Regions from separate parts of the Mus musculus genome. Here regions 2, 3 and 4 are each linked to region 1. The links are chromatin contacts, called in public HiChIP or PLAC-seq and promoter capture Hi-C maps. All regions are on one chromosome and are shown on one strand. Each heading gives the region's core, a stretch centred on a gene start, on an enhancer-like site or on the middle of the called end of the contact. The rest is flanking DNA. Distances are from core to core; before and after follow the strand shown. Region 1 holds the start of Fam83g (family with sequence similarity 83, member G). Region 2 holds the start of Slc47a2 (solute carrier family 47, member 2). Region 3 holds the start of Slc47a1 (solute carrier family 47, member 1). Region 4 has its middle 10 kb from the start of n-TWcca5.

Evidence for each region. Promoter capture Hi-C pulls out the DNA fragments that hold promoters and counts their contacts. HiChIP or PLAC-seq counts read pairs in DNA pulled down with a chosen protein or histone mark.
Region 2: a contact with region 1 is called in an H3K27ac HiChIP or PLAC-seq map of embryonic stem cells, with 3 times the contacts expected there. The contact joins the promoter of Slc47a2 here to the promoter of Fam83g in region 1. A contact is called at or near these places in 8 of 39 promoter capture datasets (the 3T3-L1 cell line, the C10 cell line, embryonic stem cells and 3 more), 3 of 115 datasets of contacts at active chromatin or transcription factors (craniofacial prominence and embryonic stem cells) and 2 of 9 other capture datasets (liver and macrophages).
Region 3: a promoter capture Hi-C map of embryonic stem cells shows a contact between it and region 1, with 2.4 times the contacts expected there. The contact joins the promoter of Slc47a1 here to the promoter of Fam83g in region 1. A contact is called at or near these places in 9 of 39 promoter capture datasets (the 3T3-L1 cell line, 3T3-L1-derived adipocytes, the C10 cell line and 3 more), 3 of 115 datasets of contacts at active chromatin or transcription factors (embryonic stem cells and forebrain) and 2 of 9 other capture datasets (adipose tissue and macrophages).
Region 4: a contact with region 1 is called in an H3K4me3 HiChIP or PLAC-seq map of bone marrow-derived macrophages, with 2.6 times the contacts expected there. The contact joins the enhancer-like site here to the promoter of Fam83g in region 1. A contact is called at or near these places in 4 of 39 promoter capture datasets (the 3T3-L1 cell line, embryonic stem cells and liver), 1 of 15 datasets of contacts at CTCF or cohesin (large pre-B cells), 2 of 484 Hi-C or Micro-C datasets (embryonic stem cells and nephron progenitors), 10 of 115 datasets of contacts at active chromatin or transcription factors (bone marrow-derived macrophages, embryonic stem cells, epiblast stem cells and 4 more) and 1 of 9 other capture datasets (adipose tissue).

The regions. Positions count from the first base shown.
Region 1 is chr11:61,682,581-61,687,055 of GRCm38.p6, forward strand. It overlaps Fam83g (family with sequence similarity 83, member G), which reads left to right and starts at 1,830. Exons shown (of 5, transcript NM_178618.3): 1 at 1,830-2,475. The coding sequence starts at 1,954. The region is part of intron 9 of Slc5a10 (solute carrier family 5 (sodium/glucose cotransporter), member 10); the gene reads right to left.
Region 2 is chr11:61,340,189-61,344,663 of GRCm38.p6, forward strand. Slc47a2 (solute carrier family 47, member 2) reads right to left here and starts at 2,672. Exons shown (of 17, transcript NM_001033542.2): 1 at 2,429-2,672; 2 at 2,251-2,352. The coding sequence starts at 2,590. It overlaps Slc47a1 (solute carrier family 47, member 1), which reads right to left. Exons shown (of 17, transcript NM_026183.5): 17 at 3,212-4,340. The coding sequence ends at 4,114.
Region 3 is chr11:61,375,393-61,379,867 of GRCm38.p6, forward strand. Slc47a1 (solute carrier family 47, member 1) reads right to left here and starts at 2,683. Exons shown (of 17, transcript NM_026183.5): 1 at 2,521-2,683. The coding sequence starts at 2,655.
Region 4 is chr11:61,416,157-61,420,631 of GRCm38.p6, forward strand. It overlaps the pseudogene Gm12271. Among named protein-coding and RNA genes, the nearest start is that of n-TWcca5, 10 kb to the left of the region's middle. Within about 2 kb of position 2,000, at least 22 of the 459 cell types and tissues checked have an H3K27ac peak or open chromatin away from gene starts, as enhancers often do. A contact at or near this core is called in bone marrow-derived macrophages, where this site is marked.

The sequences.
Region 1 (4,475 bases), core at 580-3,079:
CCGCACTCTGGAAATTTGCTAATGATGCTGCCATTTCCACGGGATTAGGAGATAGAAAATGGCTGTCAAGGTTGGGGTGGGGACCTGGCTGCTTAGTTCTAATAAGTAAGGGCTCTGCAGTGTCACAATCCTGCTAGCTTTGGTTGGCCTCCAGCCTGCAATTCTGTAATCCTGCCACGCATTCCAAGTCCTGGGATTAGAGGTGTGCATATCTTGATGGTAATGGTTGTTAAACCTATACATAATGACAAGGCTGTATACCCCACTCCCCAGCGCTCACGCGCACGCACACACACACACACACACACACACACACACACACACAAGATCTGATGCAGCTCTGTGGATGGCCCAAAGGATTTTCTGGCCAAGACAGTCATATCAGATGAAACTGGAGAAAATGAATAGCCTCTCCATTCACTCTTTACAGCTTCTTGTGACTTGAGTGGAGCAGATGAGCCTTCCAGCCAGAGGGCCAGGTTCCTTAATGAAGCCGGGAACTCCACAGTGGTAAGAACAAGAGAATAAACTGAGGGTCAGCACATCTTTGTTGAGGGTACAAGACTCACACTCATCACTGCCCCTCTCTGCTCCTTGGGAATGGGAGGTAAGGAGGTGACTCAGGTGCCCGAGGTGGGCAAGAGTGCCAAGCAAGAGCAGGTATGAACCACAGTGTTCACCCAGTGTAAGGCCTGATGAGGACTTTGAGGCTAGAGGTGAAGGGTTTGAGTCTGGGGATCAGTGGTGAGGACTCCAAGGATGCTAACTAGGCTTTGAAGCTTTGAAAGCAGTGAATGCAGGGCAAGGAGGCCTTACTGGAAAATGAACAGTGAGGACATGTCTGGAGGGTACAATGTTGCCATTAGCTTGTCCTCATTAGGTTAAGGCCAGGGTCCACTGGGACTCAAACCAGCTCTATCCTGACCCAGAGATGGTAAGTAGGCTAGAAAGACAGGGCAGTATTGGCCTGGTGTCCTGAAACAAGAAGCTTCAGGAAGGAGCCCTTTGCCAAACTGCACCTGACATCCTGCCCTCAGATAAGGACCTAATGGTCTCCATCACTGGGGAACAGCCAAGAGCTGCGTTTGAGCACAGCTTGGTTCTCTCTACCCTTTTCTGGCGCAGGGTTCAGGCATGTGAGGTGCACCAGGTTCTGCTAGGTGGGATCCCAGCAAGCAGTTGGGCTCAGGACTAATCTGTATCTGGTCTGTGCACATGGAGAGCAAGAGTGTGGAAGCAGTTGGAGCTGGAGCTGGGCCTCGGCCCACGACCCAACCTTCAGTCTACAACTGGACAGCTGAGCATCCCACCCGCAAGACAGAACCGGGCCAGAGATGGACCAGGATCGCCAGCGGGACTGGGGGGCAGAGGAAGACTTCCACGAGGCTTAGAGGCAGCAAATTGTCCAGCCTTGCGCCGTCTGAGGAGATGAATCAGCTTCCGGCTCCGCCCCCGGGGCCGCACGTGACCCCAGGTGAGGGTGGCAGGGTGGGCGGGACCGCCCTTAGTCACCGGCGGTCCAGCCCGGTGCCACCACCAACGCCTGTGGTTCCTCGGGTCGTCCGGTCTGCACGGCGCCACCTGCTTGGTAAGCAAGTCCCTCCTCCGGGTTTGCGAGCCTCACTTGGGCTGGCGTCCCGGCTCTTACTCCGGACTGGGGCGAGGGTCCCCGTCAGCCCCAGCTTATTCCCAGGATTCCGAGAACCTCAGGCGGATCCCAAGACAGAGGCAGAGGACAACCGCGGCCCTGGACGGCTCTGGCTAACCTCGCCACGCCTCGCTCCGCCCACACACTACCCGCCACGCCCCTTCCTTCGCCACGCCCCCGCCCGCCCTCTGACCCCGACCGCGGTCTTTTGCTGATTCCCTCAGGTGCGGTTCTCAGAGGCGCCGAGGCCCCGGAGCCTGAGAGCGCGGTGCCCGTCGGGCCGCGTTCCCACAGCGAGGGCCACCATGGCCTTCTCCCAGGTGCAGTGTCTGGACGACAACCACGTGAACTGGCGATCCAGCGAGTCGAAGCCCGAGTTCTTCTACAGCGAGGAGCAGAGGCTGGCCCTGGAGGCCCTGGTGGCCCGGGGTCGCGACGCCTTCTACGAGGTGCTGAAGCGCGAGAACATCCGCGACTTTCTTTCGGAGCTGGAGCTTTCGCGTATCGTGGAGGCCATCGAGGTGTACGACCCGGGCTCTGAGGACCCGCGGGTCTCGGGCCGCCGCCCCGAACCCCAGGACAACGGAGGCGCGGATGCCAGCGAGGAGACCAGTGCGGCGGGCGGGCCCCCAGCCACGGAGACGCTGCCCTCGCTGGAGTATTGGCCCCAGAAGTCGGACCGCTCCATCCCGCAGCTGGACCTGGGCTGGCCTGACACCATTGCCTACCGAGGTGTGACCCGGGCCAGCGTCTACATGCAGCCACCCATCGACGGGCAGCCGCACATCAAGGAAGTGGTGCGCAAGATGGTCAGCCAGGCGCAGAAGGTGAGGCGCCACGGCGAGACCCCCATTCACCCAGCACGCATGGGCACCGAGACAGCCCCTGGACCTCTGACTGGCCTCTCGGTTGCCTCCTCCGGTGATCAGAAGCTGAATGTCCACTCCCTCTAGCAGGTGGCACTGGGCTTCCAGGCTGAGTGGGCTTCTGTGCCCTCCTGGAGTGTTTCTGAGTTCCCCAAATGCAAACCATGAGCTGTGTGGGAGGAATGCGGCCTTTCTCTCACCCACTCTCCCTTATCTCGTCTCAGACCCAGGAGCAGATAGAAGCTTGCACACATACATGAGCTTGCTGGCAGGGGTCTCGGGAGAGACGTGGAGGCTGGTCTGGAGCCCTGAGGAAATCTGCCTGCTTCCTAGCTGTGCTGTGTGGCTGGTGGTGGTTCTCCAAGCTTTTCTCTGAGTGCTACAGTAGCAGCAGCTGTCCAGGCCAGAGCAGGTGGTACCTATTGAAGGTTTTCACCAGTGGAAGAGGTGAGGGTATTTACTTAGGTTGTGGTTTGCCATCAAGAGGCTCTTCAGGCCTTGTGTGGATTCCCTTAGCTGACAGCCGTTGACTGGGCTGCACAGTGCCCGGCTTTGGGTGACTGCTCCATACTGACACACACACATCTTGAGAAGCTGTGTACAATGCTTGTACAGACAGTCAAACCATAGCTGGGTGGCCATGAATGAGCAGAGGTGTGCCTGATTTGACAGGCAAGGTAGCCCAGCAAGTTGCGATATATCTAGAGCAGGTCTGTCTTCAGGTGGTAGTGAGAGTGTTCCTACCTGGGTCTGACCCCTTCACTGTCCGGGTCCAGAATGAGGCAGTCAGTGTACAAGGCCAGGTGTCTACCCTGGGGACTGATCTGGCTGACAGGGCCTGGGGAGCTCTTGGGCAGAGACCAAAAGTGGGTCAGTAGCTGAGGTGGCTCAGCTTTCCCCCAGAGTCGAGGCTCTGTCCATGGGGCCACTAACTGAGGGTTTCTAGTCTGTAGGTACACTTTGCATCTCTAGCCATTGTGATGGTAGGGTATTGGGTGGCAGGAAGGAGGAAGGACTGAATAATACTCTGGACACCTGAGAATAGTTGGGAGTCTGTTGCCCCTAAAAAGGGCCAGGGGTGACTCCCACTGTGGCAGAGCCCAGTCCCTTGAGAGGAGGGAGAAAGACTGAATGGGGCCCAACCTGCTGTGCCAGTGCTCTTACAGCAGGAAGGAGGCCACGTCCACTTTCCAGCTTGGCCTGGGAACAGCTACAGGCTCTAATCTTCTGCAGACAGAATGACATAGGGCCAGTCAATGATAAGGACAGATAGGGGTGCCTGGGGCCAAGTTGTACCCTTAGGGCTTCCTGTCTACATCATTGTGCCCACAGCTGTGATGTAGCCACTCCTTGCAGACCCATAGCTTCGTTTGCACCCAATTCCACTCCCCCAGGTTTGTTATTGATGGCACCTGTCTACAGTGACAGAAAGACATTGATCTTAGTGTGAGCCCCATCTGTGTGTGTGGCACCAGAGTGGGTGACTTCTGACTGCCTATCGTGTAGAGGCATTGCCCTCTGCTACCTACACCTGGCGCCTGTACCCCACAGCAGGGAGTCCCATAGGAACCTCAATTGACAGAGGGCATGTCCATTTACAGAGATCAAGAGTTTGTTTACACCCCCACCATGCTGTCTTGGGCCAAGCCCCTCCCCTGTGGACCTGTGTGAGTCCCTGTTCCCCGATCTTTGTCTTATGGCCCACACAGTACGTGGGAAGGCTGTAATAATAGCTTTGGTGGAGTATGAACACTTTATAATCTCAGGTAGTGTTATCTGCCTCTTTTTTTCACATGGAGAAACTGAGACCAGACTCATTAGTTGTCCCTGCCCAAGGTCACTTAGACCTGTTGCACTCTGGGATCTACCCAGGCGTTGTGGTACCTGGTAGCAGTGACAAGCAGGACCTGGGAGGAGCAGCTGACCTAGGTGGCTTGAGTCTTTACTCCTCGCTACTGCTT
Region 2 (4,475 bases), core at 1,422-3,921, 340 kb before region 1:
TCCCCTGAGAACAAACTGTACGAAGTTTGCCAGGTACCTGAGTCCCTCTTGCCTTCAGTCTCGCTGTGTGACTGTTGGCTCCTACCAGAAGCCATGGTGCCATCTATATGTGATGATGGAGCTCCGAGGTTCCCCCTGGATCTCAGCAGAAGCTGGTACCATGCTCTCAAATGTCCTAAAGAAACCCTTTCCTTATAAACTGCTCTGCCTCAGCAATGCTCTGAGATACTAACAATGGGCCCGGAGACCTACATCCTCGGGAGGTCAGTAGCAGGCCACATATGGAGTCCCCTAAACTTACCCCACCAGACAGGAAACCCAGAGGGCACATGGCACAAGGGACCCAGCAGTGAGGCACACACTGATCAACCAATCCAGGAAAGGGAAAGAGGAAGTACCTCACTTTATAAAAAGTGGTAGTGTGTGCTTTTAATCCCAGTACTCAGTAGGAGGCAGAATCAGGTGGATCTCGGGGTTCGAGGCCAGCCTGGTCTCTACAGAGAGTTCCCAGACAGCCAGAACTACACAGAAACAAAACAAAACAAAACAAAACAAAACAAAACAAAACATGTCTCAGACAAACATACAAACAAAAAGTTATTTTTCTAAACAGAGTTTCTCTGTGTAGCTTTGACTGTCCTGGAACTTGCTCTGTAGACCAGGCTGGCCTTGAACTCAGAGACCTGCCTGCCTGCCTCCCTCCAAGGGTTGGAACTAAAGGTGTATACCACCCCTGCCCTACTTTGACACATGAGAGTGTCTTTGTTCTGTTATTTGTTTGTTTGTTTGTTTGGTTGGTTGTTGTTATTGTTGTAACTAACTGCCTTTGGTTGGCTTAGAATACCAGTCATCCTCTATAGCCCAGGTTTGTTCAAGCTTCTACCAGACTGAGCACAGTCAGAGCTCTCTCTCTCTCTCTCTCTCTCTCTCTCTCTCTCTCTCTCTCACCAGGAACAGCATTACAACAAAAGATGAGACAAAAATGACTAGGCCCGTAATTCCAATGGAGGCAAGAATATTGAAACTTCAAGGCCAGCCTGGACTACTGAGCATGACCCTGTTTCAAAAACAAAATGTATAAAACTTAACATATCTAACCACTGGGCCACTACCTTCCCAACAATTAGTTACAAGGTAACATTCACTAAAAGCAACATATCTCCTTGACTCATTTATGAAGGGCTGACAGTGGCTCTCACTGTCCTGCCCTTATCTGCAGAAAGCCCTGTCTGTAGAACACACTGGTGCTCCCACGGACCACCGCCAAGCCTCCTGTCTCACTGTGGGTCGCATTTATTCCTGTTGTTTTTACATCGAAACTCTAGAGACATAACAGGAAAAGGAAAGGAAATTGCCAGACAACAACAACAGAGAAAGAGGAGAGAGAGAGAGAGAGAGAGAGAGAGAGAGAGAGAGAGAGAGAGAGAGAAAACTATAATTCTGACAGTACAGTTATAGATCCATACATAAACTGAGACACACACACACAGAGAGAGAGAGAGAGAGAAAACTAAAACTATAATTCTGACAGTACAGTTATAGATCCATACATAAACTGAGACACACACACACACAGAGAGAGAGAGAGAGAGAGAGAGAGAGAGAGAGAGAGAGAGAGAGAGAGAGCGAGCGCCAGGTCTCTCTCCTCCATTATACTGAAAGAGAAACTGCGGACCTCCACTATTGCACAGGGCATTCCAACATCCTAGCGGGCAGAAGGGACACTTTCGGAAATAGGGGAGGACCCAGTCGCCATCACCTCCCTTGGAGGAAGAGTTTCTCTCCTGTCTGAAAGTGAGGATCAAATGCAAGCGAGCTGCTTTCCACTACCTTGCTAGCAGATGGAGAGAGGCTTCTAAGGACGCGGGATTGCAAGCCATGAGGAAGAAAGACACTTTACATGCAATCTTAATGAACCGTGTAACTAATAGCTTTGGTGGTTTGGTTTCAGAAGTGGGGACACAAAGTTCATTTAGGGTAGCTGTGCACCATGTGGTCTGCTTGGGACACTCCTTTCATGTCCCCCCAGGACGCAGTGCCTGGGGGTTGGGAGGGGGTGAAGCGGGGATTTACTCTGAACTCGCTCTCTTCCCAAATCTGAAGATCATAGTAGCACGGTGGGTCAGACCCAGACCCTGCAGTTCTAATTCGGATTCTTGGCACTGAGGCCATTTCCAGCGCTATACAAATAAAAACACATTAAAGCTTTCCGGCTTTACCACATCATCAGCTGAAACAGTTAGCACCTACGGAAACAGCGAGTGTCACGGCGTCCAACTCGACTTTGCCCAGGTGTCCGCAGAAGATGGAACTGACGATGCTGATGAGAAAGATCATCAGCTGCGCCAGGAACTGCAAGGAGCAGAGAGGCGGTCACTCTCGGGCCGCCTGAGGTCGCCCCGCGCCCGCAGCTCGGGGTCCAACTCACCACCGGGCCCGCGAGCGCCACTAGCGCGGCCGCCTCCCGTCTCACGTCGGGGGACAGCGCTCCTCGAAGGCCCAGCAGGATCCTCAGACTGCGCCCCCGTGGGACGCGGACCAGCTCCGGGGGCTGGATGGTGGCTCCCAGGCTGTCCTCGGCCGGCTCCATGGCACAGGCTCAGATAGTGGCGCGATCCACACGTGGAGCCGTGAGTCGAGTAGCCACTGCGAAGTGCAGGGAGCCGGGCGGGAACCGCCCCACGCGCCACCCCGCCCCGGGCGCCGCGTCCAAATCCAACCGTCGCCGAGCGCAGCGCGCGGCACAAGCCTCGGCCTGGGTGCTTATAGACACAACAAGAATTAAGCTGAGGGATGGTTTAGGTGGTCCCATCCAAACGCCACTGTGTAGCTGCTGGTGTAGCTCAATGAGGAATGCCTGCCTGTAGCAGACTCCAACCCCAGCCCCAACCACCAAAAGAAAAAATAAATTGAGCCGTTTTACACTCATAGTGACTGACGTTTCTAATTGTGTTCATTTTCTGTACTTTGGAAGTTTGCTGAATTATCCGTGTGTACTTAATCAACCCTTCAGAGGCTGGAAGAATTGGGCTTCGACTTTGTTCAAGCTTTGTCCAATGGCCACCACCAGGGGGATTGTCACTCTGGGTCTTCATCGCTTTACAGCTCCAGAGACCTCCCGTTGCCTGCACCCCTCTCCCAGGGGAATCTGAGCTTCCTCTGATGATTTATAAACGCTGTTTGCTCACGGAATAATAATCTACAGCCCAGAGACATATCATAAAATGTATTTAATAGAAGTCACACAGCAAGAATATAGAAGCAGTTCAGATATAGTTTTGTAGCATAGAAAACAATAGGCAGAAGAAATAGGAATTCCAGCCCGGAATGAAGACAGTAGACAGCAGTGCATGTTTGACAGTGGCAGATGAATTAATACTCCCCCATAGTCTCCCCCACATTGCACTATATGGTGTTTACCTTATTTATTAGAGAAACAAAATTTTTGAATTCTCAGTTCATAATTCCCATGGGCACAGTTGAATTCTGTTAACTATAATGACTGGCTCTGAATTGTCTCTATGTTCAAAACTGCACGTGGGCCCAGACTTAAACAGTGATTCACTTTCCAGGGGCTCAACTTTAACATTGATGCAAAAGTGACACGCATTCAGAAGAGACTGTTTTTGAACGGGGAGCTTTTCCTGGGTTCACAATGTGTGACACTATCCTTTGGAAACATGGGGACAGTGGCAGTGAGCTAGAGTCTCCAGGTGACTCCCTGCAATCCCAGGGGTGCAAAATCAACATTCCGGTTGGTACAATGTTTCGAATACTGGTATTTGGTAGGTAAGTATATTGCAGGCATTGTCCACTCCAGAGCATCTCCTCTGCCTCTGTCTCATCTATGTCTCTTTGTCTTTCTGTTTATATCTCTTGGGGGGGTGTCTCCCTCTCTCTGTCTCTCTCAAACACACACCCAAAGAGAGACACATACAGAGAGAGAGAGAGAGAGAGAGAGAGAGAACTTATGTTAGAGGGCCCAGAACATGCTGAACATATTGCTGTCTGCAGTATCCCCAGCCCTGATGTTTCAATGTGGGGTGGATTTGTTCAGCATTAACTTCACAGACTGAGGAGCACCCAAGTTGCTGGATTGATGGCATTCCCACATTATTCAATTCTGATATAGACTCTCACTAAAATCCCACCCACCAAGACTAAGACTACCCCTAGGAGCAGGAGTCCTCTCCGTAAGGCCAACTGTTTCCCAGACAGTTTATTGCTGTCCTTTGGACGGATAGGCAAAGCTTGTTGCTGGTTCATCGGCTGGTCCAACTGAGTCTCGTCTTTTTTTTCAAGATCCGTCATCATAATTTCTCCATGGCTCTCAGGACACACTGTGGGGAAAAGGGGTCTTAGTGAGTAGCTTGAAAGGATTCTTACTTTCATATGTACAGATGGTGGTGGTTATTATTTGTGATTGTTGCTAGGAGAAAGTTAATTCAAGAAAAAAGTTGTTATAAGAAAGAGAG
Region 3 (4,475 bases), core at 1,433-3,932, 310 kb before region 1:
AGGCACAAAGTTAAGGGCAACCAAGGCATCTCACTCTCAGCTTCCATAATGCCCTGCTCCCAAGGCATCTGAAAATCTCCAGTCATATTCTGATCCTTCAGTCATCTTGGGTCTTGAGAACAACAGAGCCTCACAGACATATCACTCATGGGGGGATTACCTCTTGAGGGACAATAATTACCCCCTAAAGGAAACATAATGCAGGAGCATATCTTATGGAACCAGCAGCTTGTCCTCTTGAACGATGATGTCATCAGAGAGAGGCACATGGTGGAACCAGGACTGAAATAACAACCAGTCATACCAGTGTGTGAGAAGAACGATGTCTCCATGACCCTAGTGCAGCTTCTGCTAGACCACTGTATATAATAGTGATGCTTCCATGACCCTAGAAAAGCTGAGCTGAAAGCCACATGAAGAACTCTCCAGGTAGAGGAGAGGGGCAGTGAACTTCCTGAAGAGAGAAGGTTGAGGCTGGGGCTCTGAAAGGAAACTGGATGGGTAGAAAGGTGGTAAGGCATGATGGCCAAGCAGGGGCCAGTCCACAGAACTGAGTTCAGGGTTTGAGCAAGGCACTTTATTGCTTTGTTCAACACATGTGTGTAAAGGAGTACAGTTGGTCTACGAGGAGCATCTTGGGCAGAGCTCTCTCTGGAGGAGACTTGGTAAATGAGAAAGTTCAAATCCTGCCAGCCTGTGAGATGGCTGGGCCAATAAAGCCACTTGCTCCCAAGTGAACCACCCTAATGCAATGCCTGAGACCCACATGGTGAAAGGACAGAGCCCACTGAGGGCAAGTTGCCTTCTGGCCTCCACCAGTGTGCTATGGCACACACACACACACACACACACACACACACACACACACACACAAATAAATAAATAAATAAATAAATGTAAAGAGAAAGAAAGAGGGTGGAGGCTCAGAGGAGGTTAGCACGGCCACCCTATTCTCCAGGGGGGCCTGGGAGGATAGGACAGTAGATAATTACACAACCCTTAGGAAGCAGGGGGTGCCCAGCAGCTAGCACAGAGATGGAGGACCAAGAAGGGCTCCATACACAAGAGACTAAGCTGCCCGGGACAGAAATCTTGATGGCAGGCTTGCAAAGTAGTCCCTGGGTCACCTGGCTTCTCCAGCTAAGGAGTACAGGGGAAATTCCCAAGTGACCCCCCAAGTGATCTGAGAGCCTCTCCCCAACCCTTTCTCTGTTGGTCTTAGTGGTTTTTATTTGTTTGTTTGTTTGTTCATTCATTTGTTCTTTCTTCCTTTCTTTTTCCCTCTGTAATGGGTATGCATTGTGTTGGTGAGAAACCAATGACATACATGTATACATTCATGTTCCCATGTAGGAAAAGTAGCCAGTTCCCCTCTATTAGCCTAGAACTGGGGATCACGTGACTAGAAGAGGGCATGAGCTCCAAATGCTGCTGCTGCTGCTATTTTTCCTCTTTGGGTTTCTGAAGCAGGAGCTCATGCTGTAGCCCAGGATGGCTTGGAACAGTAAGTCACTCTAGTCACCTTTCTGCCCCAGTCTCCCAAGCACAGAGATTCCAGGCCACGGCTACCACACCACACCTGATTCTTAGGAAGCTTTTCTGGCAGCAACTCAGTGAGACTAAGTTACGGCAAAGCTGACGGCTCATAGACTTCATAGAAAGGAGAACGGAGCTGTTCTGAGTCCGTGGGCTGTTCCCTAACATGCTTGGGAAGATCCACACAGGAACTGAACTTCAAGTCTGGAGACTGAGCACCGCAGAGGGCTGTGAGCTCCTATGCCTCTCCTGGACCTGTAGCTGATGGCTTCACCCTGGGCTTTGATCTTGCTTCTCTATGCCCTATCGTGTGTGTCAAGAGGGCACACATGCCGGGGCTCAGGGGCTCCCAGGTGCTTGAATGTCTGCCTCTTGGCCAAATGTTTATTCACTCAGACACACAGAGTGTGTCAGAGAAGTGGCTTTCTCACCCTTGAGGACTGAAAACCCCCAAACTGACAGAGAACAGAAGGCAGCACGTGTGTGATGTGGTTCTGTGGTTTGGGGGGTTTTTTTGTTTTTGTTTTTTTCCCACGTTGCTTCTAAAAGCCGAGATTGAGAGAGACCTAGTCTAATGAGTAAAATCGACCCCACTAATAAAAGCACTTCCTACCCAAAGGGAACCTCATTAAAACCTCAGATTTTGAGCGCAGCGCTTAGTGGAAGAGGAGCTGACACAGGATGCTTCTGCGTCAGACATTGGCTCTAGATTCCAAATAGTTTTGAAAGCCTAATTCTAAGGTGACAGTTTACCTTCCTGTTTCATGCCTCTGCCTGGAGAGAGACAGGTCTGAGTGCTTTTATTTTCAGGAACCCCTGGCTTCAGGGCGCACGCCAAGAGTCACTAGGCTCTGCACATCCCCATAGCTGTGGCCCGCTGCAGGCTCTTCGGGTCCCCAACCCCGCCAAGTCAGACCCTGAAATTTAGGTAACTGGGCCCCCAGTCCTCGGGGACCGGCCTGCAGCCGAGGCCACCTGACTCACCGCAGGACCCGCCAGGACCAAGAGTGCCCGCAGCTCCTCTAGGAAGCCGGGCAGCAGCAGGCAGCGTAGCCCACGGCGCTCGGACGCAGCGTCCGCGCCTCCCGGCCCGGGAGCGGACTCCTCCGTGCGTTCCATGTGGCCTCCGTGGTGTCAGGGCTCGGAAGCCGCACGAGGACCCACAGGCCTGGAAGACTCCAGTCCCCGCCCTCGGCCGCCTCCCCTAAACCCGCCCAGCGCCAGCCGAGGATCTGCAACCTTGGACTCACCCCTTGCCCTTGCAACCCCAAGGCCTGCGCATCTCCAAAGGCTAGCCAGCACCCTAATGTAGGAACAGAAAAGTTTGCAAAAGTGCTGGAAGCAAAAGGAAAGAGCGCGCTGAGGCAAGGACCTTCCAGTCGCTGTCGCTGTCGTTGCAAGGGAGCAGAGGGCACTTGAGAAATTAGGGTGTGGAAGGACTTAGAGTCCTGAGACATGATCCCACTACGGTCAGCCAAAGGTCCGATCGTGGTTCCGCTGTGGCCAGCAAATATTGGATCTGGCAGTAGTGGGTGTTCAAGGTCTCTGCTGTGCAGCTTGTGGTCAGCTCAACACACACTTTGCTATAGGTTTCTATAATCTCTCTCTCTCTCTCTCTCTCTCTCTCTCTCTCTCTCTCTCTCTCTCTCTCTCTCTCTCTCTCTCTCTCTCATTGTTCCATTAAAGTACATAACACCTACCAGGGGGAAAAGCAAGCCACATTGTCCGGGTAACACAGAAGTGTTCGCTGGTCTTGGATGGTCAGAAACAGGAGATACTGTGGCAAGAATATACAGGTTCAAGGGACACCTGCAGCCTGGAAAAATGCAGGCTTGTCACCAGGACCCTACTCTCCTCATCTGTAAACTCAAGATGCGTTTCCACAGTCCCACCCACTTGCAGCCCTGCACAGGAGGACTGACTCACAGATGTTAGCTCCAAGTCAAAGGTGACTCCTGTGAGAGAGGCTAAAGTCCCTTCTGTGGCAACTGGTCTTGAATAACAAATGTTTCTGCTCACTGTTAGTTTCACACTGCTGTGACAAAATATCCCAAAAGCAACTGAAGGGGAGAGGGATTGATTCTGGCCCGTGGTTTCAGAGGTCTCCATCCATGTCCAAGAAAGGATAGAGAGGAGTGTTTTCTTGCCTTGTGACAGCCAGGATACAGAGAGACAAAATGCTCTTCAAGGACATGCCTGTGTGATTCGCTCTCTGCAGCTAACCTAGTTTCCAGAGCCTTCCAAAGTGAGACCACCAGGTGGAGGAAGACCTCAGCATAAGAGTCTGTGAGAGGCGACAGTTCATATTCAACCCATACCCTCAGATAACCAGGGACTCTGGAGTCAGGATTTGGGGGTTGGTATTTAAGTATTTAGGGATGGAACCCATGCCCAGCTTCACACACACACTGAGCAAAAGTCCTACCTCTGAGCTACAGCCACGGGGAATCTACAGGTTTAAAAAAGATTGTTGTATCCCTGGGAGTAGAATACTTATCTAATATATGAGAGGTCCTAGGTTCCAGCACCATAAAAAGAACAGACTGTCTTAGTCAGTGTTTATTGCTGTGAAGAGATACCACGACCAAGGCAACTCTTATGAAGGAAAGCATTTAACTGGGACTTGCTTACAGTTTCAGAAGTTTAATCCATTGTCATCATGGTGGGGAGCACGGTAGCACACAGGTAGACACTGTGCTGGAGAAATAGCTGCAAGTTCTACATCCAGATCCACAGGCAGCAGAAGAGAGAAACACTAGACCTGGCTTGGGCTTCAGAAACCTCAAAGCCCACCCCACAGTGATGGATCTCTCAATCCTCAAGAATCGCCATTCCCTGATGACTAAGCATTCCAATGTATGAGCCGATGGAGGCCATTCTTATTCACACCACTAAAAATCAGACAAGCAAGACCATGAGTGCCTCCCCACCCTTTCACG
Region 4 (4,475 bases), core at 750-3,249, 270 kb before region 1:
GTTCACTGAAACATTTTGCTTGCATTAATGCTTTACATCTTGCACTTATATTAAAAATTCACACACAAATGAACATGAAGAAACTGCCAATACCTGATTCTGTCCCCTATGTTTCCACTCGCAATCATATACTTAGGTACCTTTGACCCCATGGAAAAAATATCTAACATTCAGAACTACTGATAACAGGAAGAAGAGGGAAAAAAATTTTTTAAGAATGAAATATTTCCCCTCATAGTGGACTCTTAAGCACATTCTCCACGTATGCTAGCTAGCTGGATATCTTTTGGCATAATTGTTACACGTTTGGCATGGATAGCACACAGATTGGTATCTTCAAAAAGGCCAACCAGATAGGTCTCACTTGCCTCCTGCAAAGCACCAATAGCTGAACTCTGAAAGCGCAGATCTGTTTTGAAGTCCTGAGCAATTTCTCGCACCAGACACTGAAAGGGGAGCTTGCGGATCAGAAGTTCAAGGGACTTCTGATAGCATCTGATTTCAGGGTGTGCCACAGAACCAGGCCTGTAACGATGAGGTTTCTTCACCCCTCCAGTAGAGGGCGCACTCTTGCAAGCAGCTTTTGTAGCCAGTTGTTTCCTGGGTGCTTTACAGTTGTTTCCGGTGGATTTGTGGGCAGTCTGCTTTGTACGAGCCATGGTATGGACACCTCCTTACTTACCCCCTCCTTCTCCTTCGGCTGGAGCTCGGCAAGAGAGAGGCGGCGCTGGCGTTGAAGAGCGGCGGCTGCGGGACGAAGGCTGCGAACACCCTAATAACCTTTCTTTTCCACTACCTCTGGTGGGTGGTGGGCCAGAGGAGAGGTTGAACTCTTATTAAAGTAGGTTAAGAAAAATATATGCCTACAGGGGTGTGTTGCTTGCACAGTCTGAAATTTGAGCTTGTTGCCTCTCCCTTCTGCTCATAGACTGAGCTGGTCTGAAGGCTAAGACTGAAGTGTAACAATGTCAGGTTCAAAGAATATTCCAGCTCCCCTAATTCCAAAAGGCAGTCCAAATATCCACAATGAGCTCAACCTGGGCTATAGGAGGATATCTAGAGGCTAGATAGAAGCCAGCATTCCTCAGGAACTTGGGGAACACCTTCCCTCCACCAAAAGCAATCAGTTCCCTTTGCTCTGGAAGAAGGGACATCAATGGCACCTATCAGCTCATCAAAGCCCATGCTGGCCTCCAGACTCCCTCGGTGTCACAAGTACCCGGGACACATTCCAGAGTCCATGCTAGCATCCTAGCCCTTCTCATTTCTTGGGCTATATAAGCAACCTCATCCAGTGAGTTGCTGGGAGACACCCAGCTTCCCTAAAGAGCCAGCAAAGGCTTCTCTCCAATGGTCTTCACTTGTCTTCTGTTGTGAAAGTTGAGATTGTAACACAAAGAGGCAAAAAAAAAAAAAAATGACAGCAGAGAGCAACGGAAACAGTCGAGGTGGGTGCCGGCAACTGAGCGGTCATCAAGCCAAGCTGGAAGAGAAGTTTCGGAACCAGGAAGAAGCCAGGGCAAGAGAAAGGAGAGGCTAGAGAGGGTGGATCCAGACAGAGGCGGATAAAGGAGCCTAGTGTGGTAGCTAAGTCTGTAATCCTGGAAATTGGGAGGTGGGGATAGAAAGCTCAGGAGTTCCAGGTCAACCTCAGCTATATAGCAAGTTCAAGGCCAACCTGGGTTATGTAAGTCCCAACCACACAGATAAAATAAAATAAAATGAAAACAATAAACGGGTTTAAAGACCCAGAAAACAGAAACTGCAGGCCCTACTTAGCAGAAGTGTTCCAAAGAACAAAGGAGCAAGGGTCTCAGACCTCAGGATGAGAACTGTTAATTCTGGCTACTGTCAAGGGGGATCTTTTCAGGTACCCGAGGCCCTAACCAGACTGTAACACTAGAGGGCGCCATGCTCTTCTGCTTCACATGCACACTGCCAGCTGTTTGGACATCCTGAGGACAGACTGGTTAGCACTTGAGGACTTTGTCCTCACCGCCTGGGCTTTATATGGTGGGTCGAGCAAAAGAGCCCTCAGCCAGCTGAGTGAGGACAGCAGAAGCAACAGATGTCTTTCCTAACTGCCTCCCCTGGTCATGTGACCCTGCACAGGCTCTGCTTCTGGCCTTCGAGAACTAGAGGGACAATGGCAAGTTCTGGGTCTCCACACGCTGCACTGATGTTTTACCTCCATTAATGACATATACAAAGGTGTTCACAGCCACTTTCTGGTGAGCACCCAAAAGGGAACTGCCTCTTGTGCTGGTTAGGTTCCTACTGTTTGCTTGTTTTTGTTTATTTGTTGGTTTGCTTGTTGTGTGTTCAACTTGACACAAACCTAGTTGTATCTGGGAAGAGAGAATCTCAACTAAGGAACTGCCTCCATCAGACTGGCTTCTAGACAAGTCTTTAGGACATTTTCTTGGTTGATGATTGATGTAAGAGCATCCAGCCCACTGTGGCAGGCGCCATGCCTGGGCAGTTAAACCTGGTCTGTATTAAGTCAGCTGACTGTGAGCCTGAAAACAAGCCAGTGATCATGGTCCGTCCATGGTCTCTGCTTTGGTTCCCACCTCCAGGTTGCTGCCCTGCTTGAGTTCCTGCCCTGGCTTCCCTCAGTGATCAGGATGAGTGAGCCAGATATAAATGCTTTTCCCCACTCCTTTGCGTTTGGTCCTGGTCTTTATCACAGCAAGAGAAAGCAAACTAGGACACCCCAGGCTTGTACCAACTGGAGCAGGGACTGCATATGATCTGTCTGTTCTAAATGATAGAAGACAACTGGGCAAGGGAAACTTGCACTCATGAGGGAAGCTCTCCCTCACACAGAATATGGTGTATCGTTTTCCAAACATTCCAAATAGAAGAGGCCAAACTTCCTCAGAGTGGGAGAAAGAACAGGCCACTGTGGGGACAGGAGCCTTACCCCTGCATGACAGAGATGTGGGAGAAACCAGGCAGAGGAAGATACACTTACAGGATGTGCTAGGCAAGGTCGCTGTCTGTACTGCAGAGGCTCAGCTGTGCTGGCTGCCCCCTAAAGACAAATCATTTCAGGGACTCAGAGTCTTGCACTTGCACAAGTGGAGGAGAAAGTACACAAGAGTGTATGCATCCCATGCCCTCGAAGAGGCAACCCTCCAGTCTCTGTCCAATGGGGCTCTGCCTTCTCCCAGCACGATCGCTTTTACAGGTTCCCTGGCTGGTCCAGTGGGTAGTGACACAGGTCATGAAACTTCCTCCAGTGTCCATCTGCTGAGCCTTCTGTTCTCTCGTGGACTGGAAGACAAGCAAATCTTTGTCTGAGCTGGTCCCAGCAGCGCCTGGCATCTCCCCCTCCTGACGCTTCTCTTGGAGCTCAGGATAGAGTTAGGACCATGTGGTTCTATGACTGTACCATCCCTTCTAGTCCTCTGTGGCCAATGTGGCTGGACTCTGGGGACTTCTGATGTTGAGCAGGTGTGCTGCACAGTTGACACCCATCTGCTGAGGGACTTCCAAATGAGCCTGAGTTTGGGATTTTGCTCCCAAGTCAAACAGGGCTCAACTTGGAGTATTTCCTAACTCCGTTGGATTGCCTTGAAAATACTGAATAGGTGAAGGCCAAAGGCCCCTGGGCAAGGCAGCAGAATCACTATGTACTCCACATTTTCTAGCACACTGCACTGACAGCCTGCCTCTGATTACTTCCCACAACCTGAACATGTTCCAGCAGCCATGTATGATATTGGGCTGGACCACAGCCCAGCTGACATAGTCTAGAAATGTCCTTAAAGCTGAACAGACACCTCCCTCCTCTACCCCACCGACTTTCCATCCCCTCTTATCGGGAGGTGCCACCAGTTTCTTAGTGAATTTGGAGGGCTCAGACAGGGTGTCCCATCAAGGCTTCTATCTGTACAGATATGAAACAGAAGGAGTCCTATGGTGGTTTGAGTGAGAATGGTCCCCACAGGCTCAAATGTTTGTTTGATCCTTAGTGGGACTGGTTGAAAAGGATTAGAAGGATTAGGAGGTGTGGTTTTGTTGAAGTAGGTGTGTCCTTGCTGGCAGACGTATGTCTCTGGGTATGGGTTTCAAAAGCCCACACTAGGCTCAGTGCCCCACCCCCATGCCTGCTGCTACAGAATAGAGTTTAAAGCTCTCAACTCCCCACTATGATGTTCATGGACTCTGAGACTGTAAGCAAGACCCCAATTAAGTGCTGTCTTTTGTTGGGAGCCGCGCCCACATTCGCCGTTACAAGATGGCGCTGACAGCTGTGTTCTAAGTGGTAAACAAATAATCTGCGCATGTGCCAAGGGTATCTTATGACTACTTGTGCTCTGCCTTCCCCGTGACGTCAACTCGGCCGATGGGCTGCAGCCAATCAGGGAGTGACACGTCGGAGGCGAAGGAGAATGCTCCTTAAGAGGGACGGGGTTTCGTCTTTTCTCTCTCTTGCTTTTCTCTCTCTCTTGCTTCTTGCTCTCTTG